Linked DNA regions of Mus musculus: regions 1, 2, 4, 5, 6 and 7 are each linked to region 3. The links are chromatin contacts, called in public Hi-C, HiChIP or PLAC-seq and capture Hi-C maps. All regions are on one chromosome and are shown on one strand. The core of a region is the stretch at or near the end of the contact, and the rest is flanking DNA. Distances in the headings are between cores, read along the strand shown. Region 1 holds the start of Tbc1d9 (TBC1 domain family, member 9). Region 2 holds the start of Mgat4d (MGAT4 family, member C). Region 3 holds the start of Il15 (interleukin 15). Region 4 overlaps Rnf150 (ring finger protein 150). Region 5 overlaps Rnf150 (ring finger protein 150). Region 6 overlaps Inpp4b (inositol polyphosphate-4-phosphatase, type II). Region 7 holds the start of Clgn (calmegin).

Evidence for each region. A called contact is a pair of places that touch in the nucleus more often than the background predicts. HiChIP or PLAC-seq counts read pairs in DNA pulled down with a chosen protein or histone mark. Capture Hi-C pulls out chosen DNA fragments and counts their contacts.
Region 1: a contact with region 3 is called in an H3K4me3 HiChIP or PLAC-seq map of bone marrow-derived macrophages, with 6 times the contacts expected there. The contact joins the promoter of Tbc1d9 here to the promoter of Il15 in region 3. A contact is called at or near these places in 1 of 39 promoter capture datasets (pre-B cells), 3 of 115 datasets of contacts at active chromatin or transcription factors (bone marrow-derived macrophages, embryonic stem cells and large pre-B cells) and 2 of 9 other capture datasets (liver and macrophages).
Region 2: a capture Hi-C map of embryonic stem cells shows a contact between it and region 3, with 2.7 times the contacts expected there. The contact joins the promoter of Mgat4d here to the promoter of Il15 in region 3.
Region 4: a contact with region 3 is called in an H3K4me3 HiChIP or PLAC-seq map of bone marrow-derived macrophages, with 4 times the contacts expected there. The contact joins the enhancer-like site here to the promoter of Il15 in region 3. A contact is called at or near these places in 2 of 39 promoter capture datasets (the C10 cell line and pre-B cells) and 4 of 115 datasets of contacts at active chromatin or transcription factors (bone marrow-derived dendritic cells, bone marrow-derived macrophages, large pre-B cells and 1 more).
Region 5: a contact with region 3 is called in an H3K4me3 HiChIP or PLAC-seq map of bone marrow-derived macrophages, with 4 times the contacts expected there. The contact joins the enhancer-like site here to the promoter of Il15 in region 3. A contact is called at or near these places in 6 of 39 promoter capture datasets (the C10 cell line, liver, neutrophils and 2 more), 1 of 15 datasets of contacts at CTCF or cohesin (large pre-B cells), 1 of 484 Hi-C or Micro-C datasets (bone marrow-derived macrophages), 4 of 115 datasets of contacts at active chromatin or transcription factors (bone marrow-derived dendritic cells, bone marrow-derived macrophages, large pre-B cells and 1 more) and 2 of 9 other capture datasets (embryonic stem cells and liver).
Region 6: a Hi-C map of uterus shows a contact between it and region 3, with 3 times the contacts expected there. The contact joins the enhancer-like site here to the promoter of Il15 in region 3. A contact is called at or near these places in 7 of 39 promoter capture datasets (the 3T3-L1 cell line, 3T3-L1-derived adipocytes, the HPC-7 cell line and 3 more), 1 of 484 Hi-C or Micro-C datasets (uterus) and 2 of 115 datasets of contacts at active chromatin or transcription factors (the NIH/3T3 cell line and bone marrow-derived macrophages).
Region 7: a contact with region 3 is called in an H3K27ac HiChIP or PLAC-seq map of large pre-B cells, with 2.6 times the contacts expected there. The contact joins the promoter of Clgn here to the promoter of Il15 in region 3. A contact is called at or near these places in 1 of 39 promoter capture datasets (hippocampal neurons) and 1 of 115 datasets of contacts at active chromatin or transcription factors (large pre-B cells).

Annotation. Positions count from the first base shown.
Region 1 is chr8:83,163,262-83,167,180 of GRCm38.p6, forward strand. It overlaps Tbc1d9 (TBC1 domain family, member 9), which reads left to right and starts at 2,091. Exons shown (of 21, transcript NM_001111304.1): 1 at 2,091-2,943. The coding sequence starts at 2,814.
Region 2 is chr8:83,346,648-83,350,629 of GRCm38.p6, forward strand. It overlaps Mgat4d (MGAT4 family, member C), which reads left to right and starts at 1,825. Exons shown (of 11, transcript NM_026233.2): 1 at 1,825-1,931. The coding sequence starts at 1,838.
Region 3 is chr8:82,400,705-82,404,665 of GRCm38.p6, forward strand. It overlaps Il15 (interleukin 15), which reads right to left and starts at 1,882. Exons shown (of 8, transcript NM_001254747.1): 1 at 1,596-1,882.
Region 4 is chr8:83,062,265-83,066,223 of GRCm38.p6, forward strand. The region is part of intron 6 of Rnf150 (ring finger protein 150); the gene reads left to right. Among named protein-coding and RNA genes, the nearest start is that of Tbc1d9, 100 kb to the right of the region's middle. Within about 2 kb of position 2,012, at least 36 of the 459 cell types and tissues checked have an H3K27ac peak or open chromatin away from gene starts, as enhancers often do. A contact at or near this core is called in bone marrow-derived dendritic cells and bone marrow-derived macrophages, where this site is marked.
Region 5 is chr8:83,084,855-83,088,907 of GRCm38.p6, forward strand. Rnf150 (ring finger protein 150) reads left to right here. Exons shown (of 7, transcript NM_177378.4): 7 at 1-4,053. Among named protein-coding and RNA genes, the nearest start is that of Tbc1d9, 78 kb to the right of the region's middle. Within about 2 kb of position 1,972, at least 47 of the 459 cell types and tissues checked have an H3K27ac peak or open chromatin away from gene starts, as enhancers often do. A contact at or near this core is called in bone marrow-derived macrophages and neutrophils, where this site is marked.
Region 6 is chr8:81,810,416-81,814,376 of GRCm38.p6, forward strand. The region is part of intron 7 of Inpp4b (inositol polyphosphate-4-phosphatase, type II); the gene reads left to right. Among named protein-coding and RNA genes, the nearest start is that of Gm25267, 340 kb to the right of the region's middle. Within about 2 kb of position 1,761, at least 48 of the 459 cell types and tissues checked have an H3K27ac peak or open chromatin away from gene starts, as enhancers often do. A contact at or near this core is called in stem cell-derived epiblast-like cells and uterus, where this site is marked.
Region 7 is chr8:83,387,178-83,391,166 of GRCm38.p6, forward strand. Clgn (calmegin) reads left to right here and starts at 2,665. Exons shown (of 15, transcript NM_009904.4): 1 at 2,665-2,923. It overlaps Gm32377 (a long non-coding RNA gene), which reads right to left and starts at 2,312. Exons shown (of 5, transcript XR_878991.3): 1 at 2,234-2,312.

The DNA.
Region 1 (3,919 bases), core at 841-3,340, 760 kb after region 3:
GGTGCAAACGCCTCTGCTGGGATTAAAGGTGTGCGCCACCATGCCCAGCAAGCCAGGTGTGTGATCAAGATAAGGATCCTACAAATGGTGTGATTATGGGACCTTGTAGATTCTTTGAAAATGCTACTTTACAAGGTGGGCAGTTATGGAGAAGACCTTTAATCCCATCATTTGAGAGACAGAAGCAGGCAGATCTCTGAGTTTGAGGCCAACCTGGTCTACATTTGAGTTCCAGGACATCCAGGGCTACACAAAGAAATCCTGTTTCAAAAAAGAAAAAAAAAATACTAGTTACAGAAAGTACCTGTTGTTTTTTGCTTGTTGATTTTAATACTGAAAGTGCCAAACTATTACCAAATATTTAGGTCCACAACCCAATACCTCAGTTTCTATGTAGGAAGTAGAAATTGGTAATGGAAAACAATCTTTATTGTGTTTGCCAAACAAGACAGAAAGCACAAACTTTCTCTCCGTTGTGCCCATAGAAGTGCCTACATTACAGAAACCCAAGACATAAAGGACAGAAAAAACCCACAAAAAAACAGAAGCTAGATTTAACTGTGAGACAGTCTAATGCATGCTTTTCTCAAGGTGGAGAGACTTGAGTTCAGGCTGCCCCACTGTCTCCGTTCTCAGCATGGCGGGTTTATTGTAGTTTTAGAAATTATACTGCCACAAAGCAACATACCTGCGTCTGTTAACTGTGTTGAGCATCTTTAAAGGCCTGAAGGTCTAGTGTCTGTCTCCTAAAGAGACTGAAGATGAAAAACAGGTGAAAAGCCAGACCGTTGCTAGTGCAGACCAACCAGAGAGCTTCATGCTTATGCTTCATGAGCCCAGAGGCTCTTGAGTGCAAAGCCATTCTGGGCTACACAGTGGGACCCTGTCAATGGACAGGTATCTAAATGATTAAACAAATCAGGGAGAAGACCCTTGTGGTGACAGGAAGAGAGCCTTGTACTTCTTTAGCACCCTCAGGGCTGGGCACAAAGCCTTGATGGAATGGCTGCCAGTTTGCTCATTCAGCTACTTGGAAGAGTCCTTAACACAGTCAGAAACACACCCAAACCGCTCTTAGTCCATCTGTACTGTTGTCATGAAATACTTGAGATGGTAACTCTTTTTGTTGTTGTTGTTGTTCGAGACAGGGTTTTTCTGTGTAGCCCTGGCTGTCCTGGAACTCACTTTGTAGACCAGGCTGGCCCCGAACTCAGAAATCCACCTGCCTCTGCCTCCCGAGTGCTGGGATTAAAGGCGTGCGCCACCACACCTGGCAAGATGAGTAACTCTTAAAGGAAAGACTTTTATTTCGCATGGTTGTCAAGGTCAGTAAGTCTACAACCATGTGGGCCACATCTGCTGCTGGTTCTGTCTGCTTCCTCACAGAGTTGAGCTGATGGATAAACTAACCCAACTCCTGTGTGCTGCTTTCTGTGTCTTTCTCCATTCCTGATGAGGGACCCCACTCGGCCTAATTGCCTCTAATGGCCCCACAGATTAATGCTGTCACAGTGACTGAATTTGGGGTTGGAAGGACACATTTAAATCATAGGTACACACATAAAAAATGTGTTTGAATGGTTTGGTTATTTGAAAAGAGGAGATTCTCACGATTGGCTAACTTTTGGGCCATTGCAGAGTCTAGTCAACAACTCTGGTCATCTGAAAAGGAAAACCTCTTTGGCTGAAAACATTTCTCCGATCTCTCGGGTGAATGCATTTAGTCGCGTACGATACGCAGTAAATGAGCTGAGACCAGAAAGGGATTCCAGGAATGCAGGGAAAGACAAATTGTTAAAAGCATAAAGTTGCCTGGTCTGAGTGCCTCTGGTTTAATTTTCATAAACAAACAAACAAACAAACAATGCTAGTGTCCCTCAAAGCTCCTAATGCCCAATATAGGAACAGCTGTGGGGAGAATTAGTTGGTTTAAGCTTTTGGTCTGTTTCCAACTTCTCTATAGCTTACGCCCTGTAGGTCAAGGAAAGAAGTGATGTAATGCATTTAGCTGGGCCACTTTAATTACAAAGGAATGGAAGGGGAGTGGCCACCGGTGGTGACAAGTTTAGCGCGTGACTTGATCCAGGGATGCAGGAAACAAAAACATTACCAACCATTGGCTGCGTCCACCTTGGACTCCTGGCTCTAGAGCCAGGTCTGGAACCTGGGAACACACGTTTCCGGGGCAGGGGTGGCGCTGTCCCGCCGAGCGTCAGCCTTGAATACACACGCCACACGCAGGCTCTGGGAGCGGGGCAGCTTCCTCCCTGCTGGGATGGGCGTGGGGCCCTGCGCTCCGCACACAGTCCCTACCGGGCTCGCGAGAAGCCACCCGCGGTCACCCGGGCTCGCGGCGACTGAGCCGCGCTGTCGTCATTCATTCCCAGCGCCGGGAGCGTCCTTCCAGCTCGTTGCCCCGACGCGCAGTGTCCACGAGCGGTGATCTCGGGCTCGGCAGCTGGTGATCACGGCGCCCTGGGGGCTCGGATTCCCGCACAAGCTCGCCCTTGAACACCGCCGCGCCCTGAGACCGAGCCCCGACGCTTGCTCGCCCTGCGGTGGGCAGGGCCGGGCTGCGAGGCTGTGCACTTGGCGAGCGAGGAGCCGTAGGGAGGATGCTACTTGCTGGGTCCCGATCCCCGTCGTCGTTCCCGGCTGCCCGCTGGGTCTTTGTCGCGGGCCGGGAGCCGCGGGCCGCAGCCTGCTGAAGGCCGTCGCGGCCCCGCACCCACGGGCGGGAGGGCGCGCGTGTGCCCGGGAGAGCGCGCCAGTGTGCGGGCCTCTTTGTGCGACTGCCCGCGGCCACCAGGACCATGTGGGTGAATCCGGAGGAGGTACTGCTGGCCAACGCGCTGTGGATCACCGAGAGAGCCAACCCCTACTTCATTCTGCAACGAAGGAAGGGCCACGGGGGCGACGGGGGTGGCGGCGGCGGATTGGCGGGTAAGAACGGGCACTGCGGGAGGCTCCGCCCGGGGCTCTGGCTGCGGACACCCGGGACGCCGCCCGGTCTCCGGGGCTGGGCCTTTTGCCGGCCCTGTCTGGGGGCCTGGAAGGTGTCTCGAGTTGTGATTTTATTTTCCCCCAGACTAGGAGAGAAACGCCTCTTTCCTGACCCTGTCGGGCGATGGGGTCTTTGAGTTCTGGGTGACCCATAGTGGGTTAAGATGAAATTAGCAATGAGTGAATTATTAAGAATCGAACGCCGGGTTGCATACTCTCCCTACCCCCCTTTAACATACTGCTGAATGTATTGAGAAGAGAGATGGAAGATGCTTAGCTTGGACTCAGCTGTCTTTATGGGCAATTAGGTATAAAATACCCTTTTGTTACCAGGGAAGCAATCTGTCAAGAGGCTGATGTGGTCACTTCCTACATGACCTATGAGAATGAATAAGGAAAATGGAATTCTTTTGTTGCATGAGATCTGACATAAAACAAAGCAAGTTATTTGGTTCTGGTCATAAAAAGAATTCGCTGTATAACTGCATTTTAACTAGTTCAGTTAGTTCTCAAACTCCTTCAACAAAATGTTACCAAGATTATTAGCAATCTTTCTCTCTTATAACCCGGTTATTTCCATATTAACTAGCTGTTTTGCATAGGGGGAGGTTACAGGTAATACTGACTTTCAGTGCTAGAGATAGTGGGCCTTCCTTCATGTACTAGAATATTTATTATAGCCAAAGTCAGTGAAAGACATAAGTAGATGGTTTACTAGGAGAGAGACTGCAGACATGGGATGGACTGCTGACATCTTCGGGGTTGGGACCGCATTTCCCAGAGTTTGAGTGTTAGGTAAATTGCTCCCACAGTGCCCGCTGTGAGAGGATAGTTCTTGATGAGGTGAAGACATAACTGTGATGTTTATAAACTGCTTTTTTTCACATTAAAATTCAGATGTTTTCCAGTACAGCAT
Region 2 (3,982 bases), core at 575-3,074, 950 kb after region 3:
AGCTTAGAGCACCATGGAGATCTTTGAATAATGTTTTGTGTAACAGCCTGGTTCTCTATTATATACCTCACTGCGGTGTATTCTCAGGGCCTGTGCAAAGCCATTTATTTACCTTCTCCCAAAACAAGAGAATCCCAGCAAGATGTGTACCCAGGAGATGAGCTGTCAAACTGATGACAGAACACCACACTGAAAACAGAGTATCATATTGAGGGAGATGCTGGTTCGGTTATGTGAATGCATGCTTTGCCCACACTTTAGGGCTGGTAAGTGGAAAACATTTTCCCAAGTATTTGGGGATGCTAGGGGTCAGGGTAAAGCAGGCAATGGTGTTCTGATCAAATTCTCTCTTTCCCACCCTACAAACTTTTTCAAATTGATAATTCATTTGGGGGGACCCAGAAAATTGCTGACCAATCCACCAGCCCATTGAAAATTCTGTGTGTGTGTGTGTGTGTGTGTGTGTGTGTGTGTGTGTGTGTGTGTGTGTTAGGGAACCAGTAACACATATGACTTCCTATCATGAGATTGACTGTAACCTACTCCTTCCTGGACTCCGTGTGTGTGGTTGGAACATAGCTGCACTCCACTTGACCTTAGCTCCTGCAGCACTTTCTCCTGAACGTTGAGTAACCTGCGGTAAGCCATGACTTGGAGGCTTGAGTTCATGTCAGACACTAACAGTTTGGTATTGCTCTGTGTTGTAATTTACAACAATGCTCGTTTTCTAAGTGAAGACCCTTCCTGGGACTTTATCACCTGGTGAGGAAGACAGGAACTGCTAAGCCGTAGTGACAGGCAGATAGTAGTGCACTAGGAAAATCATCTTATTGGATGAATTGTGGACAGCCTAGGGTGGCGCCAGTTTGAATGTCACCATAACAACGTGGGTGTCAGGGCAGAAGTGGGGATCTAGAAACATGTCCCTAAGAAGGACTGTAAACATTTTATAGATGATGAGTGTAATAGCAGTCAGAAGGACCTGATGCCCTTGATAAAACTGAGGGGCTTTGGCGATAAAGAGCTTGAAGGAGAGGCTTAGACTTACTGGGGTGAGACATGCAAGAAAAAGGCTGAAAACCAGTTAGTTGGTGCTCCAATCAACACAGAGAAGCTGATGTCCTTCTGACGATATTTTCCTTGATACCTTCCTTCTCTATAGTAAGGACTTTCTCCATCGCTTCAGAGACTAGCAAGTGGGTTTATGTGTCTGTCCTAGCAGGGTTTGCTTGCCTTGTGGCCTCCAAGAGAGCTCAGCAAACGCCTGGGAAATGGGGCGGAAGAGGGGCTGGAGGAGCAGAAAAGTGAAGTAGCTATCAGCTGTCTTTGCCTCCCTCTTCTAGGATCTCACTACTCACAACTCCCGGCCATTACTATTCAGCGCAACATTCTCAAGCAGGTGGGTGTCCAAATCTTTTAAAGCTTTCAAAGGGGCCAGAAACTGGGTGCTCTTGCAGAAAAGAGATTGTGCATCACCCAAACACTGCCTGCAAGTCTCCAAGAGAGATCAGAGTGTAAAGACCAAATGGGAAACATGAAGGGCTGTGTCATGTGTTTCACACCTTTGAATCGAAATCTGATGAATTCTCGCAGGAAATTACCCTAAGATGATAATGTCTGGTCATGGCCAGGCAGCGCAGGGCTGACCCACAGTTTTTCACAGCCTTGCCAAAGGATTGTAAAGTGTGGTCAAGAGGGGACCACGATGTGCCTGGGAGAAAGTGTTGGGGACCTGAGGACCGTAGCAACGGCCCCTTGGGAGGGCGAGCAAGCACGCGGGGTCAAGGACGCAGGCTCAGTGCCTGTGCAGCCTGGTGTTGGCAGTGACGCTGCCACGATGAAGGCCAAGAACGTTAACTTGCTCTTCGCCTTCGTTGCCGTCCTGCTCTTTGGTTTCTCGTGTTTCTGCATCTCCAGGATGAACCAAACCAGTAAGCGGGGGTGGGGGGGGCGGGGGTGGTGGAGTGGGGTGGGGTTGATAGTGGGATATGAGGGAGATGGGGGGCGCTCTCCATCCTGCCTCTCGGGATGCCCCATCACCAGGGGCGGTTGGGCTGTAACCAGCCCTCGCAGACACCGTGGGGCACGGGACGCGTGCTGATGGATCGGCCTCGTGCTAGCAGGTCCCCCCAAAACTGCCCCTCGCCTCTCCTGCTCATCCTTCCTCCAGATCTCTTCAATATATCGCAAGAGCTCCAGGACTTTCTTCCTCCTTTCTCAGTAACTTTAAATATTTTCAGAGAATTTAGGAGCACTTACAGAAAGACAGCCAGGTTGTCTTTCCTCTCTTTACAAATTAGCTGGTGTTTGATTTCGGCACTCAGGAGGCAAAAGCAGGCAGTCTTTACGAGTTCCAGGCCAGCCAGAGAGCGGACGACGAATTTTCTGGGTAGATAGCCTTTTTTTTTTCTGTAAGTTTGTGGGATTAATAATTTACTTGTATGAGAATATTTAAATGAGGAGGAGGAGGAGGAGGCATCTCTGTTCTTGTCTGTTTTGTTCCCTGATGTGAACCTAGTGTCCAGGAAGAAAAACAAAAACAAAAACAAAAACAAAAACCAACTAACAACATTGTTTGGCATAGAAAAAAAATGCCAATTAATAAAAACCAATCAGGTAAATGAGTGAATGAAACAATAGCTGTCTTGCTGTAAGTAACTGATCAATGAGGACAGTGAGAGAAAATCTGCCTTTCCATGGAGTTTCCACAATGCTTGTGGGGGTAAAAAACAAATATTGCTAAAGCTTAGGACTGCAGCATGAACTCCAATATTGGTGGCAACAGAAAAGGACAATACACTGGGAACTTGTGGAGGTGACACAGGGTAGCCCATAGTCCAAGAAGAGGAGAAGCTGAAGCCACTTGGTGGTGCTTGGAGATCGAGATCACACGACAGAATACCTCCGATGGAGAGGCACCACTGTGCCGCCTTTGGCAAATATTCTCTGCACCTTTGTGGTACTTTCCTATAGATAAGCGTGGGGTAAGGGTCTCCTGGTGGTTTGGGTTTCTCTGGGAGATGCATCTGTTTGTGGCTACTTTGGGGGTCTTGCTGGGGTCCCCCAGCTGGCCATTCTTTCCTTGATGTGGCGTATAAGTCTCCCATTAGAGCTGCTCTATCACAGCCCTTGTGACTAGGGCTGTGTCATCAAGGAGGTAGACACTTTCCGTGACCCTGCAATACTGATTTGGGCCACAGCGACCTGAAGATCTATACCACTTCAAGCTGCCTGCCTGGCAAGCGGTGTCACAGATATCCCATCTTGATTTAGCTGGTTCTTCGCATCCCTGATCCTCTTCAACTGGCAACAGGACGACTTGTAGGCTCAGTGGTTTTCAATTTTCAGAGAAACACGCCTCAGCCTGTACTGGGGGAGAAGAGTATCATATTTTTATCTTCTCTGCACTCTCTTTGGAGGATCAAATGCAGGAGTATATTAAATCCCAGCAAGGTCTGGGCCCTTGGGAGTATGGCAGACACATGAAACTGGATCAGCAACTATATAGTAAATGCTCTGAATGCTGACGTACGTTTTGATTGGGTGTAAAACATTTTTATGATGTTCACAAGAAGCACCTTTAGAGGGCAAAAATGCTAGAACTGTAGAAGAATACACACTGTAGAAGAAGAATACACACTGTAGAAGAATACACACTGTAGAAGAATACACACTGTAGAAGAATACACACCCACAAAGCCAAGGCAAGGGGAACCCGGGAAGCTGTGTTAACATTAGCACAGGAAACCCTAACAGAAATGTTTAACAAACGTGACCACTCCGGAGACCAAGCAACTGTTTCCACTGCACAGCCTTTGACTTCTTGAGGATTTATTATTTATTCCAGGGTCTGAGTACAGGTGGGTCACAGGTTTCCAGGAAGGCCAGAAAAAAGATCTCAGATCCATGGAGCTGGAGTTACAGGCGCTCATAAGCTGTTTGACGTGGGTGCTGAGAATCAAAATCTAGTCATTGGAAGAGC
Region 3 (3,961 bases), core at 632-3,131:
TTAAAGCCTTGGGTCAAATATCCATTTATAAAAGCTGATTGGTGTTACAAATAGTTCCCTCAGGAAAATCCACAGAGCTCCTTTTTTTTTTTTTTTTTTTTTTTTTTTAGCTTCCCTGAAATCACAGAGCTGAAATCACAGAGCGGCAGCACACACCTCAGATGAAGTGCTTCCCAAGGTCAAAATTCTGCTTCCAAATTGTTTCAATAACCTTAAGCCATTTTGCTAAAACTCTTCAAAATTAGTTTATATATATATATATATATATATATATGTATATATATATATATATATATATATAAATCTGTGTCCTTGACAAATGTTATATTATGCAATATAGCCACAGACACTTCTTAGAATTGAAACAAGATTTAACTAAGAAAGCACCATTGTATTTTTCCTTTAACCCACCAGCAATCTGCAGGAAAATTCTAAGAAGCAGCTTCCCACCGCACTGTACACTGCCTCTGCCTGCCAATCAGCAGCCAGCAGTAATATCTAAACTACTAGAAACCTGTCAGGGATCTGAACTAGGGAAAACCTGACCCCCTATCATGTTGCAAAACAGATCACAAGGCAAGAGGAGCCATTAGAGTGAGAATGGGACTGCAAACTCCCAGAAGGGAAAAGGGGAAGCATAAAGATCAGAGGAGAAGCAGACACATTTATAACAAGCCTGAAGCAATTTCTGACCCTTCCACATTTTAAGTAAAACTCCGGAGTTTGTTGTTGTTGTTGTTGTTGTTTTTTTATTCTAAAAGCCTAAAATAACTATAGTTTTGTCTCTACTCCTTTATTAATATTGATGTTCCCTCTTGAGTCGCTTCTTTCTTATCAATCCCTCTAAACTTCCTTTAAGAAATCCTTTAAATTTTAGTGAGCATTCAATGTTGATAAGGATCTAACTTGAGGCAGCAATCGTAGTAATCTGTTTATTTACCGGCTCAGACTGGAGAGTCCTGGCAGGTCAATGGGGCCTCCCTGGCGCCACCAATGAGAGTATCAGAAATCAATTTAAAATCACCAGTGGAAAGTAGCTGCTGCCAATCACCTCATTTCCATTTCAGCTTCTGCGGGACTCTGTCTCTGGTTCTGTCTGAAACCTGTCAGGACGCTGCCTGGTTCTGTCTGGAACCTGGATCATTAACATTGTTTGGGCATTAACATAATATTAAATGCAGGGGGGAGGGGCTATAGACATTCTTTTGAGCTTCCCTTTCTTGCAACTTTGCACTCTCCAACCCACTTGAAAAAGTTAGCTGGGTTTTCATCTAAAGCCCGCTTGAGTGAGGATTTTATTTCAGGACAATCTTCCCCGTTGCTTCCCTTCAATCTGGTATTTCATACAGACAACTGCTTTGATTAAGCCTTGAGCTAAGCTGTTGCTAATACAGACCCAGACCTATGGCCATTCCTGCACATTTATTTCCCTAGAAAACGCATCTTCAACAAGGAAAAGGTGAGTAATTTTTGCAAAGGGAGAGAGGAGAGAGAGAGAGAAAGAAAGAAAGAAAGTCCATAGCAGCCATCCATTCGCCGGGGCCAGAAGTTTGAAAGAATGTGGCAAGCAGAGCCGAGTTAGTACCTTTCCTGACCTCTCTGAGCTGTTAGATGTGGAACTCAGCCTTCCAAACACAGCAGGATCCCGTCTTCGTCCAACTCTGCAACTGGGCGGGGGCAGTCCTGCCCTGGCAAGGTCCCTGCAGCGCGTAAGGAGATGCACTGCAAGTCTTTTGGGCGCAGAGAATTGGGAGAGACTTGCAGGAGGACCTGCAAGCTGCCCTACTCTGCAAGGGGGAGGATGAAGAAGAGAACTCTGGGGAAGAGTGGCTGGACAGAAGGGGAATACAGTGCCACTGAGTATTGAAGTCTTGGTCAAGAAAGAGGGCGGGGCGGCCTGGCCGGCAGCTGGAGGGGAAAAGGGTGCCTGAGCAGAGCCAGAGCTGGGAGGGGCCCGGGGCGTAGGCTTTCGGAAAAAAAAAAAATTCCATTGTTGATCCACCACCACCAGCACTACCACCTCCCATTCTGTACCTCCATCGGGTTCTGGTTGAAGGGTGCAGGATGCAGGGCAGCAGCCAGCGGGAGCAATCAAGGCACAAGGAGCGAATCAGCTGGGGTTTCCCCGGTTTCCCCCAGTGCTTTCCAGCCGGGGAGTCCCAACCCCAGCTAACAGAAAAGTGAAAGAGAAAGAGCCCAAGCTGAGGCGGAGATCAACACCCTGGGGAGGTTGCGGGAGGAACACATGGTCCCGGCCACCTTACCAGGTGCCCACATGATTCTGCCACTGCCAGGTCCCCAGGGCGCAGAACCTGAAGGGCAACTGAGAGCAGAGAGCAGTCTCCTCCCCCTGGGCAGTTGGCCACAGCCTCTGTGTGTCCTGGAATGCCTTTGCCTCTGTGAAGTTTCAAGGAGTTGGCCTGAGTTCACAGGTTGCTTGCATCTACAGCAACTGGCCTTGCAGGGAGGCAGTTTGGCTTCCCCATAGAAGCCCGGAGGAGATCTGGACAGAGACTGTACCGGGAGGAAACGGAAAAGGACCTTGGGTCTGGAATGGGCGGTCCTCCAAAACAACCCTTGACCTGCTGCAGAGTCTGGAAGAGGGAAGTTTCTTTCTGAACTCTTGCTAGGAGGGGCCTGTTTGGGAACAGTAAACTTCCACTAAATTGACCCCTCTTGGGTCATTTTTCCAACCTAATTTGTAGCTGAATGTAAAACATTGCACATGTCTTTTGATGGGAAACAAGGCGTGGGTAAGGCAGCATCTTTAAGTTGGAAATTAGGAGTGATTATAGTGAGGAGGAGTTAACCATGTCAACTGTGTGTCTATTCCAGACAGTCCGAGAGCCCGGGGTCCCAGCTTTGGCATTCAGATGAATCATTGAAAAGACTCAGTGGCTTGCGGTTCCCAAAGCTTTTGAGAAAGCCAGGAGAAAACGATGAGGCCCTTGGCACCTAGTTAAACACAACTATGTTCTGTGTTTTTGTGTATTACATTAAAAAATGGTAAAAACTAGAATATTTGAACGACTAATTATTAACTGTGTGTGGCATTCCACATAAAATCATTGTAATGGGAAGTTTGTTCTCACACACTTATCTTGTATCCCTTCAAGGTTTATATTTGAAACAATAATGCATGTTTTGGTAACAATCACACCAAAATTTACTTATAATAAAAATCGTGAAAATGTGTATTTTACAACCATTTAAAATTTTACTACCATTATAAATTATATTTAAAGAAACATAAAAATCTGACTGGAGAGATTGCTCAGCAGTTCAAGAGCTTGTTGTTCTTGCAGAGGTCTGGACTTCCATTCTCAGGACCATACTGAGATGATCCACTAACAGCTGTAACTCCTGCTCCAGAGGATCCAACAGCATTGGTCTCCTGAGGGACCTGCACTTACACACACACACACACACACACACACACACACACACACACACACACATACAAATACATTTTTAAAATCAATATTCTTTTTGTACAGGATAATACAGTGAATTGTCTTGAACAGCTTCAATGAGTTTCAAACCCAACCACTTTTCCATTTCACACTGAAGCCCTGCTTCGTGAAATGAGCATGCACTATAAAAATAGGCCAGAAGCTGGACTGAATTCCATCACAATGATGTACTAGAAGTGAACATCACAGTATGTGAGTGATGTAGAGGTGAGCAAGTAGGTCAATATCTCATGCCTCAACTTGGACCAATACAGAGCTCTGTGTACCCCGGCAAGGTGATTCCTTTCGCATCTCTCCAGATCGCCCTATGTCTCCTGTGTGCTGTTCAACTGGTAGAGGAATCACATGACCATCAATAAGACACTTCATGGACTACACCCAGTACCTCCATGCAGGGCTGGTTGCTGCTTTGGCCAGAACATACAATGCATCCCAGTTGTCCGCTTCTGTCCACGTGCTCTAACTGAGGCAGCTGCTTTTAGCAGATG
Region 4 (3,959 bases), core at 762-3,261, 660 kb after region 3:
ACCTGAAACCCCAGCAGAAAAAAGATACATTGTATGTGTCTACTCAGGCTAAGGTCACAAAGGACCACAGGCTGGGTAGGTGAAACACCAAATATTGGCTTCTCCGAATTCTAGAATTAGCTGGGCTCTCCAAGATCCCAATGTCAACGTGTTGTGATTCCTGGCTGGCCTTCTGGCTATGTCCTCGCGTGTCTGAGCAAAAGTACATAACCAAGCCTCTTGGGTTTTCTATAAGGCATTAATTGCACCAAAGTCTAATGATCTCTTAAAGGCCCAGCCTCACAGTACAGCACACTAGGAGATACAGCTTTACCGTGTACAAGCATGTACAAGGGATACAATTCCAACATGTGCATAGCACATGAAGAGACCCTAGTCAGCACAAGCAAGGTGAGCAATGGTCCTGGTAGGCCAAGATCCAGCTATCAAAGTATTGAAGTCCAGATATTGAAAACCACACTTTGGCTCACCTAATCAACATGCCCAATCAAAATTAAACACCTCATCCTAACACAAGGTTTCCCCCTTGTAATTCTGTAAAACACCATATTCCTGCCTGCCACATCTGTGTCCTCTCTATTCGGAAGCAGTCCTTTCTTCCCCTCTGGGACAAATACCTCTCCCTCGTCCCCTTTCTCTCTTTCATTCCCTCCTCTTTCTCCTTCTTTCTGTATCTCCTGTCTTTGTCCCTTATCCCTGCCCTCTGTCTCTCTGGGGCAAATAAATGCCCTTTGTGCTAAGAGCCTGGTCTGAGAACTTGGTCTCAGAGGATACAGTATTCAAACTGTATGTGTGCATAGCATGTATATTGTCTTATAACAATACAAATGACAAGTGGTGCGGATTCTGTTGGGAAACAAACAAAATGTAGCAGGTTAGTCAGGCATGGTGGCTCATGCCTGTAATCTCAGTACTTGGAAGGCTGAGGCAGGAGAATTGTCTATGTGTTCGATGCATGAGGTGGTGGCAAAGCTCCCACCTCCAGATCCTAACATTGCTGAACTCCCTAGCTCCTGTTACTTCTTCAGTTCTAGCCTCAAATACATGGGCAAGAACTGCCTCTCAGGGGCAAATGTAGAATACAAGTTCAAAGTCTTACTGTTGTTCTAAATGCCAAGAACTGGAAATGTTTGTAAGCAGGAAGAGTGGGTTAAGTTACAATTTTATAGCATCCTGACTTGCCCACTGCTCTGTTATACATTTAGGTAGGGTCTACATTTTCTAAGAAGGTACAATAACACACTCAACTAAGTCAATTGCAGACTTTTTTGTTGGGACATTAACCTGTGCTACAAACCCACAACATTAGGCCTCTTTTCCATAGCTAAAACTTAGGCCTTAAGCAGTCAAGGTTTTTGTTTTGTTTTGTTTTATTTTGTTTTGTTTAAAAATTTATTTATTGTTATATGTAAGTACACTGCAGCTGTCTTCTCACACACCAGAAGAGGGCATCAGATCTCATTAGGGATGGTTATGAGCCACCATGTGGTTGCTGAGATTTGAACTCAGGACCTTCAGAAGGGCAGTCAGTGCTCTTAACCCCTGAGCCATCTCTCCAGCCCCAAGCAGTCAAGTTTTATGCTACACTTTGAGGCCTTCCCTTGTACCAGGTCCCCCAAAGGCATCACTTGCGAACTGTTCTTCAAACTGGCTGAGGGCCGACTATGGGTACTTGTAAGAGGAGGTGATAAGATCAAGCTTTCTACTACACAAAAGATCTGCCGTCTCCTTTAAATCGGCTTCTCTGTGTTTTGCTGAAGGGAGCAGGTAGTCAGAACGGTCAGAAATTTAAGACACCTCCAATCTTAAATTGACCTTGGCAGTTGAACAGGTGGATGTAAATGAGTCCTACGCGCAGAGCCAAACACACGCACGTCAGGGCTGAGTCTCCAGCGTTGAGCTCTGTAGCTTGGAATCTGTTTTTATATTTTGCAAGGATTCTGTATTTCTCAAATCTTCTGTTTAAATACTTCCTTGTTTTTGAACATGCTGAGTAAGAGGGCATTTTCCTGTTTCTGTCCCCTCCCCCTCTCCAACCCTTCCTAGAGCCAAGTAAATGATCCTTCCTTGCTGTGACCTAGGACCTAGGCCTTTAAACCAGACCTGTGTTCCTCCAGAGCCCAGCTCTTCAGTTTCTTCTGGCTACTTGCTGCACTATCATATAACAGGAGGGCAAGGAGTGGGCATCTGACTGTCATGTGGTAAAGATCGCTTTATGAAATGTGGGTACATTGACCTACCTCCAACAACAGTGAAGAAATACAGCGTTATAGAAACAATGGGGCTGTAGTTACAAAGGGAAGGCCCTGTGCTAGCATGTTACTGAGCTGAGAAGGAGCCCAGGAGGCTGCACATGAAAGATGGAGGCAGGTTCCCAATGAATATGCTACAATAATAAATACATTAATAATACAGCTGACACAGCATTGCTGGAGTGTGTGTGTGTGTTTGTGTGTGTGTGTGTCACTCTGTGTGTGTGTGTCTGTGTATGTGTGTGTATCTATGTGTGTGTGTGTGTGTATCTGTGTGTGTGTGTGTGTGTGTGTGTGTGTGTGTGTGTGTGTGTGTGTGTGCATGTATATGTGTACACTCTGGAGAGTAAACCCAGGGCTTTGTGCATGCTAAGCAAATGTTCTACCACTGCCTTCATTCTCTGCAGTACTTCTGGAAGTAGCAGCATGATGGCATCCATATAAATTAAATGAAGTTGTAAGCTTCTACCTAGCATTCAGATCCTTGCCCAGTCTGAGCCCAGCCTGCCCTTCTTCTCCCATTGCCCACATTAACTAAAACAAAGAAAGCAGGACAGACATCATCTATGTTTTTCAAAAGGGGGAAATAATAAAACTTCTTCTCAAACTCTTTCCCCCTCAAAAAAGAGAGAGAGAGAGAGAGAGAGAGGAAAGCACACTTCCAGCTCAGTGAGGCATCTTCATCCTGATGCCAAAGTCAGAGATAACACAAGGAGGGGATACTACGAGCCAGACTCCCTCATGTTTATTCATGCAAAAATCTTCAAAGTATTATTAAGTTTAATTCCCAGATATGGGAACATAATATACACCATTCCCAGGCAGAGTAGGCAGCTCTGCAAAGAAGATACCCAAGCGGCCATGCATTTGTAAAGATCGTCAGCATTAGTTCACTATCAGGGCAACGCACATCAAACCACCAGAGCATAATCACCGTAAACCTATTAAGATGGCCACTGTCAAAGTCTGTTGTTGTTTAGTGTTGTCTAGGGTACACTGTTGGTTAAAATGTAAATTGGTACAACAATATGAAAAGGTGTATGGAGATTGCTCAAAAACTTAAATCAGGAAATTAAAATTACAGCTATCTCATATCTGGGCTTGGGTCTGAAATAACCAAAGTCAAAATCTCAAAATTCCCCTACATTGAGGGTAGAGAGACAGCTCAGCAAGTGAAACGCTTGAGTGCAAACAGGAGCACCAGAGTGTACATACCCAGAACCACGAGTGCCCAGGGAGAATGACAGCCCTCCTGTACGCCAGCACTTAGAAGGCAGACACAAGGACACTTGGGGCAAGCTGGCTATCTAGACTCACCAAATCTGCACACTCTGAGTTCAAGTGAGAAACCCTGCCTCAGTGGGTAAAGTGGAGTGCTATCCCAGGTGGCACTTAGCATTCATCTCTATTTCCACATGTGCACACACATGCGCACACGTGCACACTCATCCACATGTACATGTGTGCTCACACAGGCAAACACATAAGCAGAACTCAAGAAAATCTCTGGGCACCACTATATTCATCAGACAGCACACTATTCACAGCAGTTGAGAGGTGGAAGTAACTTACATATACATCCGTGGATGGATTCAGTGTAATATTATTCGGCCTTTTAAAAAGAAGGTAACCCTGTCTATGCTAAAACCAAATAAGCTAGAAAAACAGGCTGACCTAAAGCCGTGATTCTCCACTGCTGGCATGCGG
Region 5 (4,053 bases), core at 722-3,221, 680 kb after region 3:
AACAATAACAAAAGTGTGCTGTCTTTTGAGTAGACAGTATTGTGATACATGCAGCAATTCCAGAGACATAGGTGGCCACCTGTGTCCCTCTGGACAATCAGAAGGATCTCTTCCTCCTCCTCCTCCTCCTCCTCCTCCTCCCTAGCAGTTGGCAAGGTCATACAGAGCAGGGATTATCAGGAAAGCAAGCTCTTCCCACTGAGCTGTATTTATGTATTTGATTTGAGCTTTTCCACCTCATTACACTAATATCTTTCAAACATTCGTGAGCTGTAAATCCATGCTGCCCACTGGAATTTTGAGTCCAGGGCGATGGAATTCTCCACTGCTCCTTTTCCTTCCTTCCTTCCTTCCTTCCTCCCTCCCTCCCTCCCTCCCTCCCTCCCTCCCTCCCTTCCTTCCTTCCTTCCTTTCTTTCTACTTTTAATGCATTCCTATTCGATGGTAGAGAGCAAGGCAAGGAAAATGATAACAAGCTTCAGAAAAATCACCTCTGTCAAAGGTCTAGCACATCCCATAATTAATGCCCGCCTCCAAGGCCTGAGATGCTTCGTAGCGAGGAAGCAGGTGAGTGCTAAACCAGACTCTCTCCAATGAAGTTTCGAAGATGAGTCTCACTGTCCCCTCTGTCTCAGGTGACACATCTGCACTTCTCCAGGGGGGATCTGTGTTGTGAAAACAACTGAGTCACAAAGGAAATTTTAATATTTAGTCTAATGACATTGGGGTAATTCAACAACAAGAGAAATACAAAATTACATTGCATGACCAGACAGAAAAAGATCTGGTAGGTGTTTTCTGGCCAGTGGCCAGGTAAACGCTGATTATATAAGCAAGTCCTTGACCTAATACCCTACAGGATGCTAAGGAGCCCAAGAGGCCCACCCTTAGCCTGTTGATCTGACTCCAAGGAGACCCTGTGGCAAACTCCCTGAGCCTTTGACAGTCTCTGCTTACCAAAGAGTTTTGAAGGGCTTCCCTGTGACCTTCATGGCAAAAGAAAGATTAAAAGAAAGTTTTTCCTCTTGAGATAACTGGCAAAGCTCTTACTATAGACATTGCTGCTGCCTTCCGTGATGAGGAGGCCCTGACCTGAGGACCCAGTGAGCCACACGTGGCTATGCAGCCCAGGAGTGCCCACTGACTATGCATTTACAGGCATGCATTTTTCTGGAGCAAGTGGTGCACCAACTCTGTCCAACAGAAATACAGCCCAAGTCACATGCATTTTTTTTTCTAACTCCCGATAGCCACATTTTAAGAAGCAAAAAGGAAACAGGTGGAAATTATTTAATAGCAGTTTAATCTAATATTATTATTGTTTTGATGTGCAAATGATGTAGGGTGTCAGGAAAACATTTTCCTCTATTCTTTGTTACCTATTCTAAATCTGCTGTCTTTTACACGCCCAGCACATCATCATTATTACTAGCCACAGTTCAAGCTTTCCGTAGCCACATGTGCCTAGTGGCCACCAGCCGGGCAGCACAGCCCAAGAAATGTTCCAGAATCCTTACAAGTGCTCTCCTGACTGTGACAGGAGAAAAAGGATAAGATTACCTCAGGTTTTCCCCAAAAGAAAAACAGACTTTAGCCAAGTTACCTAAGGAGACAGCCAGGGATGTTCTTATTCCATAAGTAATAGCGGTTCAAATAGCCTTTATCAACTTTCTAAACACAGTGTCCACTGTCCTCAGCAACTGTTGCTTCTCTGACGAGCTGTTTGTTAAAAAACAACAAGACAACCAACCATGCTGATTTGGTGCTGAAATAAAATTACACCCTCACTTTTATGACAAACCCTGAGACTCATGTGAGAGACTTACACCCCTCACTTCTATGACTAATCCCAAGACTCTTAATGTGACACTTAGCCAAAGAGAATTTACCTCAACCCATAGTTCTTCATCCCTGTGGCTGCCCCGTTCTAAAGCAGTAGAACTCAGAGACAGGAAAGGCGCAGGAAACCGCAGGCCGAGCCACATACCCGGTCTGTGTGGCATTGCCGAGAAAGGATCTCTGAGCTTGTGGCCATCCAGCCTCTATGTGGTGAATGGCGAGCAGCTTTCTCTTCAGCTTTGTCCAAGGTTGAGAGAGGAAAAGAGCCCTGAACTCCCTCAGAGTCACTTTCAGAATGGCTTCCTCCTGCGTGGTTAATCCTTCTAAAGGGCTGCTGCCTCCTAAGAACAGCCTTGGGTCTGGCAGGGCCTTCAAGGTCAGTTCTGGTCACACACCCAAGGGATGGATATAGTATGGAGACAGGAGATGATAAGGTATCAGAGGCAATCAGGCAGTGGTGGCTCACACCTTTGAACCCAGCACTCAGGCAGGTGGATCTCAGTGAGTTTGAGGTCAGCCCGGTCTATGAAGCAAGTTCTGGGACAGCTACAGAGACAAATACTGGGTGGAGGCAGGGGCAGAGGTGGGGAGGAGTACCAGAGGCACCTAGCTATTTCAACATTGTGTGTGACATCCTGGCCATGGAAGCAAGTCTCTCTCCAGAGATTTGTTGTTGTTGTTGTTGTTGTTGTTGTTGTTGTTGTTGTTGCTTTAACATTTTCATCTGTGGGTATTCAAGGGTCTAGCCTGTTAAGAATGGCTGTGCCCAGTGGCCATTTTCTTTACAGCCCAGACATTCCTGGGACTACAACACTTCCAGAACCAAAAGAGAACATCAGTCTGCCTAAGATTCTTGGTGTAAGCTTAGTTGGTGCTGAAGTAGATTGCATAAGCATTTAATGGCATTTAGTTGTCCACTGAATGCATATCCTTGGCTGAACACCATGAAAATTACCAAATAAAAACTTTCAAAAATTTTAGGAAAGATCATCATGCAATCTACAAAGAGAAGGTCCAGTCTCTGCAGTGCTGAGGTACTGAGGCCAGGGAGATGATGTCCTGTAGAAGAAAAAAAAAAAAATTAAATGTATGAGTTGCTCTATCTGCATGTACACCTGCAAGCCAGAAGAGGGCATCAGATCCCAGATACAGATGGTTGTGAGTCCCCAGGTAGTTACTAGGAATTGAACTCAGGACCTCTAGAAGAGCAGTCAGTGCTCTTAACCACTGAGCCATTTCACCAGCCCCCATAGCATTCTTAATTTCCCTTCCCTTCCTTGCACACACACACACACACACACACACACACACACACACACACACACACACACTTTCCCTATCTTACACCCCATTTCCTTAAACCCTGTTCCTTGGTCCCCTCCTAATAGGCCACATTCGCACAAGAGCAGGATTTGCGTGACCTGTTTCTGCCATCTTCCCAGGGTCCTTAACATTTAGCAAGCCATGCTTCTTGGAAAGAACGTACGGCAAAGAGGAGCAGAGGCACTGCCCTTCAAAGACTGGGCTGCCTGATTTCCTGAGCAGTATTTCTGTCCATTTTGGGAGAGGACGGAGGAGCAGGGGTGATGGCTGAATTTCACAAGGGAAACGACCAGTACCCTGAAGGACATCCACAGCAGGCAAGATCCCAGATCAAAGCAGGGTGAGCTAAGGAGAAAGTCTATGTGGAAAACTGCCCCTCCCCTGGGCTCGGAACTTACCAATGAGTCCCAGGGAGAGCAGGTGTTGAAGGGAGTCAATAGTCATGAGTTAAAACGTCTTGATTGTGAAGAAGATTGGGATACTTGGCTCCCAACAGCAGGCCTTTCTCAGGAGGGTCAGACAGTGCTAGTTAAAATCTTGTAGATAGGGAACTATTTTATTCCACTGTGAGCTTCGTGGTGGCATGGTGTTATCATCCCATAACTAATGAAGTGAATGTAGATCCCAGATGTGGACTTTAATTAATTTAATCAGTTCCTTGTTCTGTAAGAGCCTGTCTCACTCACTCACTCTCTCCCTGTCCTATGTCCTTCATAATCAAATGGCTTTTTCTTGAACCTCAGTGCCCAGATCCTCTAAACTGGTGGCATTACAGATGCTCACCCTCACTGCAGAGCTGTTTGCTCTTTAGCCACTTGATATGTGTTCATTGATGAGGGGGAAGAGGAAGAAGAGGAAGAGGAGGAGGAGGAAGAAGAGGAAGAGGAGGAG
Region 6 (3,961 bases), core at 511-3,010, 590 kb before region 3:
AAGATCCCTTTCTGTGAGGCATTGCTGCTCTAATGGGTATACATCTCAACCTATTGTCAGGAGTGATTGCAACTAGAGAGTCTTGATATGAAAATTAACTTAGAGTTTGCATAATACAGAAGATCTGCTCTAAATATCCATGTTTCCCAGGGTATCTCCCATATTCTTTTTAAAGGTTTGACTGTCAGGGTAGTTTTTAAAGTACTTTGCATATTTTATAGGTGCAAAGAATTTCTGCAGGAACATTACTGGCATTGAAGCTTGAATTCTGAGTTCAAGTCCCAGGGTTTCTTCCATTCTACCAAAAGGTTAAGCAAATGTTAGGTATGTGAAGTAAAGACAGTGGCAACTACTCTAACTCTCTAGGAGAGTTATCACAGTCCTCCTGCCCAGGGAGAAGGCAACCACACTACCTATCTGAATACAGTATTTAAAGGAATCATTTATTATGCCAGAAGCTCCTGTGGCTCTAGAAAATGTCAAATGAGCCCTTTAAATTGACATTGAGGTCCCAGGCAACAGAAGGGAGACAACAGGAAACACTACCAACACTTGGACTTTGGAAGGAAATGACCAGTGGAGTTGGCTTTAACTGATATCCAATGAGTGTTGGCAGTAACCCTGGCTGAGGCCTGAGAGCAAAGACTTCACATAGGGAGCAGGAAAGGCTGGCCCAGGGGTGGCCCTAGCAGGTTTGGAATAGTGCTGCAGCGCTGGAAATACTGCCAGGTGGTCTCAGCGCCACTGCAGGGAGGACAGGCAGAAGGGTGATCAGTGAGAGAGAGAGACAGCATCTTTCAGTGTTTACAGACGTTCCCTATTAAGAAAGCCTAAAGAAGAAACAGTTGTGACAGTGGAAACATAATCTGGGGAGTCTCAGGCCCTTCTTTCCATTCTGGACTTGGAGCTTAGATTGAGAAGATTGGTAAAATGCTTTGCAACAAGAAATGCAAATTTAATCTTGAGAGTAAAACCATAATTTTGTAAGCATTAACATTCTAGCTCTCTTAAATCTTGAAAAAATAACAGTGGAATAGGTATTCTTAAATGACTTCAATGTTGTCAGAAAGGTTCCCAATAGTACTTAACCAGTGTTTACATCACATGAGGTCTACTCATGGTTGAGGCTCAATGGCTTGTGAGTAATATGCTTATTTTGCTATTATAAAGTAGTGATAAATACATTAATGAGGGTGTAACAGTTATGGAAAATATTTTATAATACCAGATTGATAGAGTGATTTCTATATTCCTTTTTACTCCCATGCATTTTCTTCAAAGACATTGTAAGAAATTATTGAATATTTTCAGAAACTATTAATGATATAAAGAAGCCTGTGCTTCACATGTTTTAGAGAACTGGTCTTTTGTCTCTGTAAGAGATAAGAACCAATCCCTGTGACTGCTAGTCTAAATCTTGCTGTCTTTCTAAGTAGTTTGATGATAGTCCTTTGACTCAGCTAAAGATCTGCAGGATCGTGTGGTGCTAAATTGCTATGAAAAAGTAGATCTGGATTCCTAGCAACCTTGCTTACAGGGAGAGAGAAAGAGAGGAGGGAAGGTGGATGGAGGGAGGGAGGGAGGGAAGGAGGGAGGGTGGAGGGAGGGAAACTGTGAAAATAACATCCCTTTTTACAATAGATTTCTTTTTCCTTTGATTTGGGAAATGGTCCTGCAATGTTCCTTTCATCTTCTGTGCTGGTCATTCTTGTTGTCTGGGATTACCTCCACTAAGAGGCCTGTCTTCTGTGATGTCGGAGTTTCTATTGAAATAAAGATATGTAGCTGATAATTGACTGGGAGTTAATTTATTTAAACACAGATTGTAAACAAGTGGCTATCGCCATGACGATCTTGGCTACTAGACAGAGTATGCAGCTAAGCTAATAAACAGACAAATGTAGCAGGAGTCTGGCAGGGAAACAACAAATCTTTCTTGCTGAAGGGAAGAAGTTGTAAAAAAAAATTGAAAAAATAAAATAAAAAACCCTGGAAAACTCACAGCTGCTCCACTCCTGATGCTGGCAAGGCTGAGAGCTAAATACCAGCTTCTTCAGCAACCCTTCAGTTTGCAGCATCCCCAGGCTGTGAATGTTTTTTAGCCCCTTTGAGCACCAACAGAGTAGCTTTGCCTGGGAGGAGGCAGTGAAGAGAACTCTGGGGGCTCAGGGGACAATATGGCTTTACTCTGGTGACCTGCTGTGGCCTTACAGGGAACTGCTCTTTTGTGGATTCCTTACTAGAGATATTTTAGGCATAGCTGTCCTGAGTCAGGCCACTTCTGGTCTGCAGGCAGGAAGTATTACTGCTTGAATTAGCCCATCATCAAACTCCTGTTTAGAAAGATGAAGTTAGTTCTTATATTCTAGATTGACACTTGTGAATTATTTGAACAGGGCCCTGGCTCATTGGGGAAAAAAAAATGTGTCTCTTATGCCTAACATTCTGGGTTAACCCCAGTATTGCAAAGGAAAGTAAGAAAGAGATAGATATTCAAAAGGCCTTCCATCTACTGATTCCATGCTTCTCCTCCATCATTCTCTGCTGGTGATGGATGCAAACCTGATTTTAACTCCTAATTGATTACTAATCTGATTTATCCTGTAAAGGAAAATATTTCAGAAATACCTTTTTTTTGATCAAACCTTATCTTGGCACATCTGTATGCTAATGCCTTGAGTTCTTTAAGTAGGTGAATATTGCCACGTTATTTTCACCTTCAGTCAAAACAATTAATAGAAAATAATTGACTTATGATTGATGAATGTACAGACTTTCTGGTATCCCCTCGGGAAACAGGGGTAGGGTGGGTCTCAACCCTCTGCTGTATCATAAGCTAAGACTTCAGGATGGAAGACTATTATTCCCAAGATGGACCTAAGAGTATCTTTGCTTTCCATGGTCTTTTACAGTCACATAATTGTGCCTGTTGCTTCATAATTAAAGGACAGCATTTGGAGTTATGGTGTTTCTCATGTCCTGTTAACCTTCTCAGAATCACAGGTCTCTGTACCCTCCATGTCAAATTAAGGGATGAAATTTCAGACTTCTTCCTGGGTTCATTTGCCCAAGAGTGAGTCCAAGTTCGAATTTTCCATTTCTCCCTATGCTTTCCATCTGTCTGTAGTTTGTAGCTGGCCTTTCTGTAACCTGTCTGTGTTTGCTCTGAGTGAGTCTCTTAACAAAAACTTTGTTCTCCGGTTATTGGACGGCAGAGAGACTACCACATGGGAGAGGAATGATGCTTTACAGAAATCTTTAACAGTTGCTTTTTAAACAAGGGATTAAGTTATTTACTTCAACTGACCCCAAAGAACTCACTACTGCAAACATTGTGTTATCAAGCATCTTCCATATGCTTTCCCCAATATTTATGGTAGATATTTGTTGGATAAGGTCAATTTCACTCTGTCTGCTGTTTTCAGCAAACTATTACCATAACACTCACACATATCCATATGCATTGCTCTCTGGGTCAGGGACATAGATGAATACACAATTTAAAATTAAAATTAGTCATTAGCTTAGGTGGTAGAGCTGATTACACAGAGGAATCCAGGCAGGTAAGGCTGGTGGTTCCCAGGGTCTCTTAATGGCAGGTTAAACAAACAACTGAGAACCCAATGGGATAGCAGTCTTAAATCGTAAGTGAACTCATAGTGTAGTATTAACTCTGGCTGTGAGGTCTAGAAAAAAGTGTCAGTCTCTTAGAACACAAGAGATTTAAAAAAAATATAACACCTCACAGTCGTCTCCTCTTTCATTTCGCTAAAGGTACTGATAAATTATTGTGACATATAAAGAGGATAGTGAACCTCAAACTAGGACTTGGAACCCTGCTTCTCTGTGTTTTCTGGGAGATACTCCCATTTTTATTAACCACCCTTGTTTAAGTATAGCTAAATCAAGGTGAAAGTATTCATCAGTTTCAATCTTCCCCAGTGTCATAGTGCTTTGTATT
Region 7 (3,989 bases), core at 1,415-3,914, 990 kb after region 3:
AGCATCTTTACTTATAGTCAGAGCTAACTCGGGGGTAAGGTCCCAGAGCTTTACCTGCATCTACATGCAGCAGGTTCTCTCATCTCTGGGGCAACCAGGTCTTGGGGACCGCACTTAATATTACAAAACACAGCAAAAGACCAAACCTCAACAACAAGACAATTCAACTGACAAAATACATTTAGTAATGTATGAGACAGCTACATAGTGCTTAAACAACTGAGATACTGTTGATCAGCCACCCAAAAGGTTCAGATTAAAGATAAACCATGCTTAACAATGGTGGAGCAACAAGAACTCTTGCATATTGCTGATGGGATCTTAAAATCACACAGCCACATTGTAACACATAGCATCTTCTTTCACAGATACCCCAGGCATCTCATCCATTCTGCTTATAGCTACTGAAGAGGAGGGAGAACCTCTGTCCTCGAAATGCTTGCAGCATCCTTATTTGCAATAGTCCTGAACTGGAAACTGTACAAATGTCCATTTGAAAAGTAGAATTATAAACAGCTGTACATCAGTACAGTGGAAAGCCACAAAGCAATAAGCAAATGCAAGTTTCGGATTCAGACGTGGATGAACCTCAGGCTGAAAGGAGTAGGGGAGTATTTAAGCTCCTTTTTAAAAATCACATTCCACAAGTCTATGATTGCTAGGGATGAGGTCAAGAAAGCTTTTGGCAGCTGGGTGTGGTGGCACATGCCTTTAATCCCAGCACTTGGGATGCAGAGGCAGACGGATTTCTGAGTTCGAGGCCAGCCTGGTCTACAAAGTGAGTTCCAGGACAGTCAGGGCTACACAGAGAAACCCTGTCTTAAAAAAGCAAACAAACAAACAAAAACAAACAAAAAAAACAAATCAAAACAAAAAAAGATATGGAGCAATAAACCTATCCAGAAAGGTTCTTTGGAGCAACTTCTGTGCTGTCTAGAAATGGACAGTTCAAGTCACAGGTCAGTAGCGGCAGCTCGATCCACTCGCAAACACTTCACAGATACACCAGCAGTCCAGGTTAGTAGAGTCAGGTTAGCGACAGCAGTGGCATGACCTAGCAGAGACAGCCAGGCCTCAGCCTTGGCTTGAGTCAGCAGGAGGGACCAAGAGGAACACCAAGAAAAGTTCTGACTATGCCTCTCTCAACCAAGCATAGACCAACAAAGACTCGTGACTAACAAATGTTGCACAGCTAGCTCGATAAGCAAGCCTAGCTCAACCCCTGTCACTGTTAGTTGGGTCCTTTTTATACTCCCTCTAAACATCACGTGTCCTCCACAGGTCCTGCCTTAGCATGTGCGTCTGTCTCAGCTGACATCACTCTGCCAATCAGCCCAAGTCTGCAAAAGCAACAAAAACTACAACACACTACCAACAATTCTTTAATGTGTTTCTATGGAGTCCCGACAGACACAGCTCAACTACACAATGTAAGGCACACCAATACATATGTCATTAGCGAAGAATCCTTTATCACGTGTCCTTTCACATGTTTGCTTTAGCAGAACATCCTCTCTCCTGTGTCTGCTTCAGTGTAACATTCCTTCACGAGTCTGCTGTAGCCTTTCACACCTATGTCCACTTTAACAAGATGCTCCTTCAAGTGTTTGTCCCAGCAAAACACCACCCAACTGACTTTCCAAAGAACCCTTCACACCTCCTTCAGTTAAACCTAGGACAATTTGGGTACCACAGTAACTGTACACAGTGACTGGATAAAACAGACTCTATGCCTAAATAGGATGGACTCTTGGATGGAGGTGTGTTAAGTTTTTAAAAATGTTGCTTGTGCCTAATAAGGAATGAAGACAGTTAGTTAAAATTACTGTATTGAAACCACAGTAAAGTTGAGTCAAGCAAAAAAATGACAGATCCTAAATCAAGGGGCAGACTTCAAACATTTATGAACAGAAAACAGAACGTTTACACAGACTCAAAGTTTGGTCACACAAATTAAGACGATACAAACAATATACAGAATTGTAAACATACAGAGAAAAAAGCAGGTAATGCCTTCAAGGAGTGTTCAAGATTAATAAAAAACCAATTATGTGTCTGTGGCAAATTATTAACATTAATACTGACAAAATGAAAATGTACAGTTTCATTTATAATGTAATAGCAAGCCAGGAGCATGTGTGAAATAGGAAGCTTCCCGGTTGATAACCATGAACAATCAGCTACTAAAACACAAAAATATAGAGGGAAATTTCAGCGTATGAATTTGGCACACCTGCCCTGGCACTCTTTTAAAAACGTTGAGATAAAATTGAGGAAACAAAAGATGTGGATCAACTGATACAGAGCTTGCATAACCCCACCAAGAGGGCTTCAATCACTACTGCATAACAGTGTGGCGTTGCAAATCCAAAAGTCAGGAAGAAGGGAAGGAGGATCAAAAAGTTTAAGGTCATCAGAACAAAACAAGAGAAAGAAAAACAAAAAAACCCAAAACCATCCATCTATTCATCATCCATCCGGGAACCAATTAAGGTGCGACACGAAGAACTGAGCAGTCTGCAGAGCCAGCAGCCTGAGCTCCAGAGAGGGACTGACGTTGGAAGGACCGCATCCCCCCAGGCGCGCGGCCGCTGGGTCCCGAGCGGCGGTTGAGCGGGCCGCTTGCGCACTGGGGCTGCCTCTGCATCCTGCATCCTCCCGCGCGGCCGCTCGCGCACGCGCAGTTAGCAGTCGCTGCTGGGCGGCTGCCGGCGGGATCGCTCTGGGGAGACGCCGGGCACCAAGTAGCGGCCAGTCGGACACCTGAGCTGCCGCTGCTGGACACAAGCCCGCAGGACAGGTGTGTAGACCGCGGGCCGCCTTCCTGCGGCTTGTTCTCTGGGGACCGGGTGAGAAATCGGATCCAGGTGCCCCGCAGCATCCTCTTCTGAGACTAGAAGAAGGCTTAGCTTGGTGCGGCCAGGTGAGGCTGGAGGATGAGTTCAGGGATGAATGTGGGAGTTAGACTCTTGGGTGGGCTCTGCCAACCTCGGGGACAGAGATCAGCCCTGGATGGAGGGAGACGCCACCCTGAGTCCCTTGGGTCCTCCTTCTGCTTCCCTGACACTGGGGAAGGCCAGGTTGCCCTGCCCAGCCTGGCGCCTCTCTCAAGTCCGTTATCCCAGCGGTTGCCACAGCTGCTGTTGCCACTGTGTGGCCCGGTTCCACGAAGCTCTACCACAATCCCTGGAGAGTTCTTCTCGCATCTTTCTAGAAAATGCAACAAAACCAACCTGGGCACATTTGCAGCCCACTTCTCTGTGAAGCCAAAGAACCCTACCTCCCCCACCCCCACGCTCAAACCTGGCTAAGGTGGCCAGAGAATCCTGGCCACTCCCTAGACACTTGGGTGGAGCCTAACAGGAGCCATTGGGGAGTAACCGGCCCTGTGTTGAATCCAGAAAACCTTAATGACTAGAGTCTCATTATCTAAAGCCTGTTTACTATCAGTCAGATACTTTAGCTGAGTTTAAGTGGCATCTGCCCCACCCAGGAGGAAGAAGCTATGCAGGGGTTTGTTTGGGGTTAAAGAGCAAAAGGCTAGGAAGTTGGGAGCTGGAGACCGAAGGTATAAACAGAAATAAACAAATTAGGCAAAACAAAAATTTAAAAATTAGGTGGTCAATGGTTCAATATCTCTGACGAAGATTAATTTATGTTGAAACAGAATAGTAAATCATGGTTGTTTTTCTTGCCCTGAAAAATTGACATCTCCCTAGGTAGCTCTCTTTTTTTGGTAATTGTAATTTTGACCATTTTCTAGTCTACAGTCTGTTGGTTTGGTCATCCAGACACATTGATCCTGTTCCTTAAACTCAAGATAGTCTTTTTTGTCTTGTTTTGATTGGTCTTGTTGGTCTGTTGTCTGTAAATGGTGGCGTGTGCTGATGGATATGCAGCTAGCAGGTGGGGGCTCAGGGCTCTGGGCTTGTTTGGTGTCTACTAAACTTTCCTTCTTTATTATGTAATTAGAAAACAGGAACTGTCAG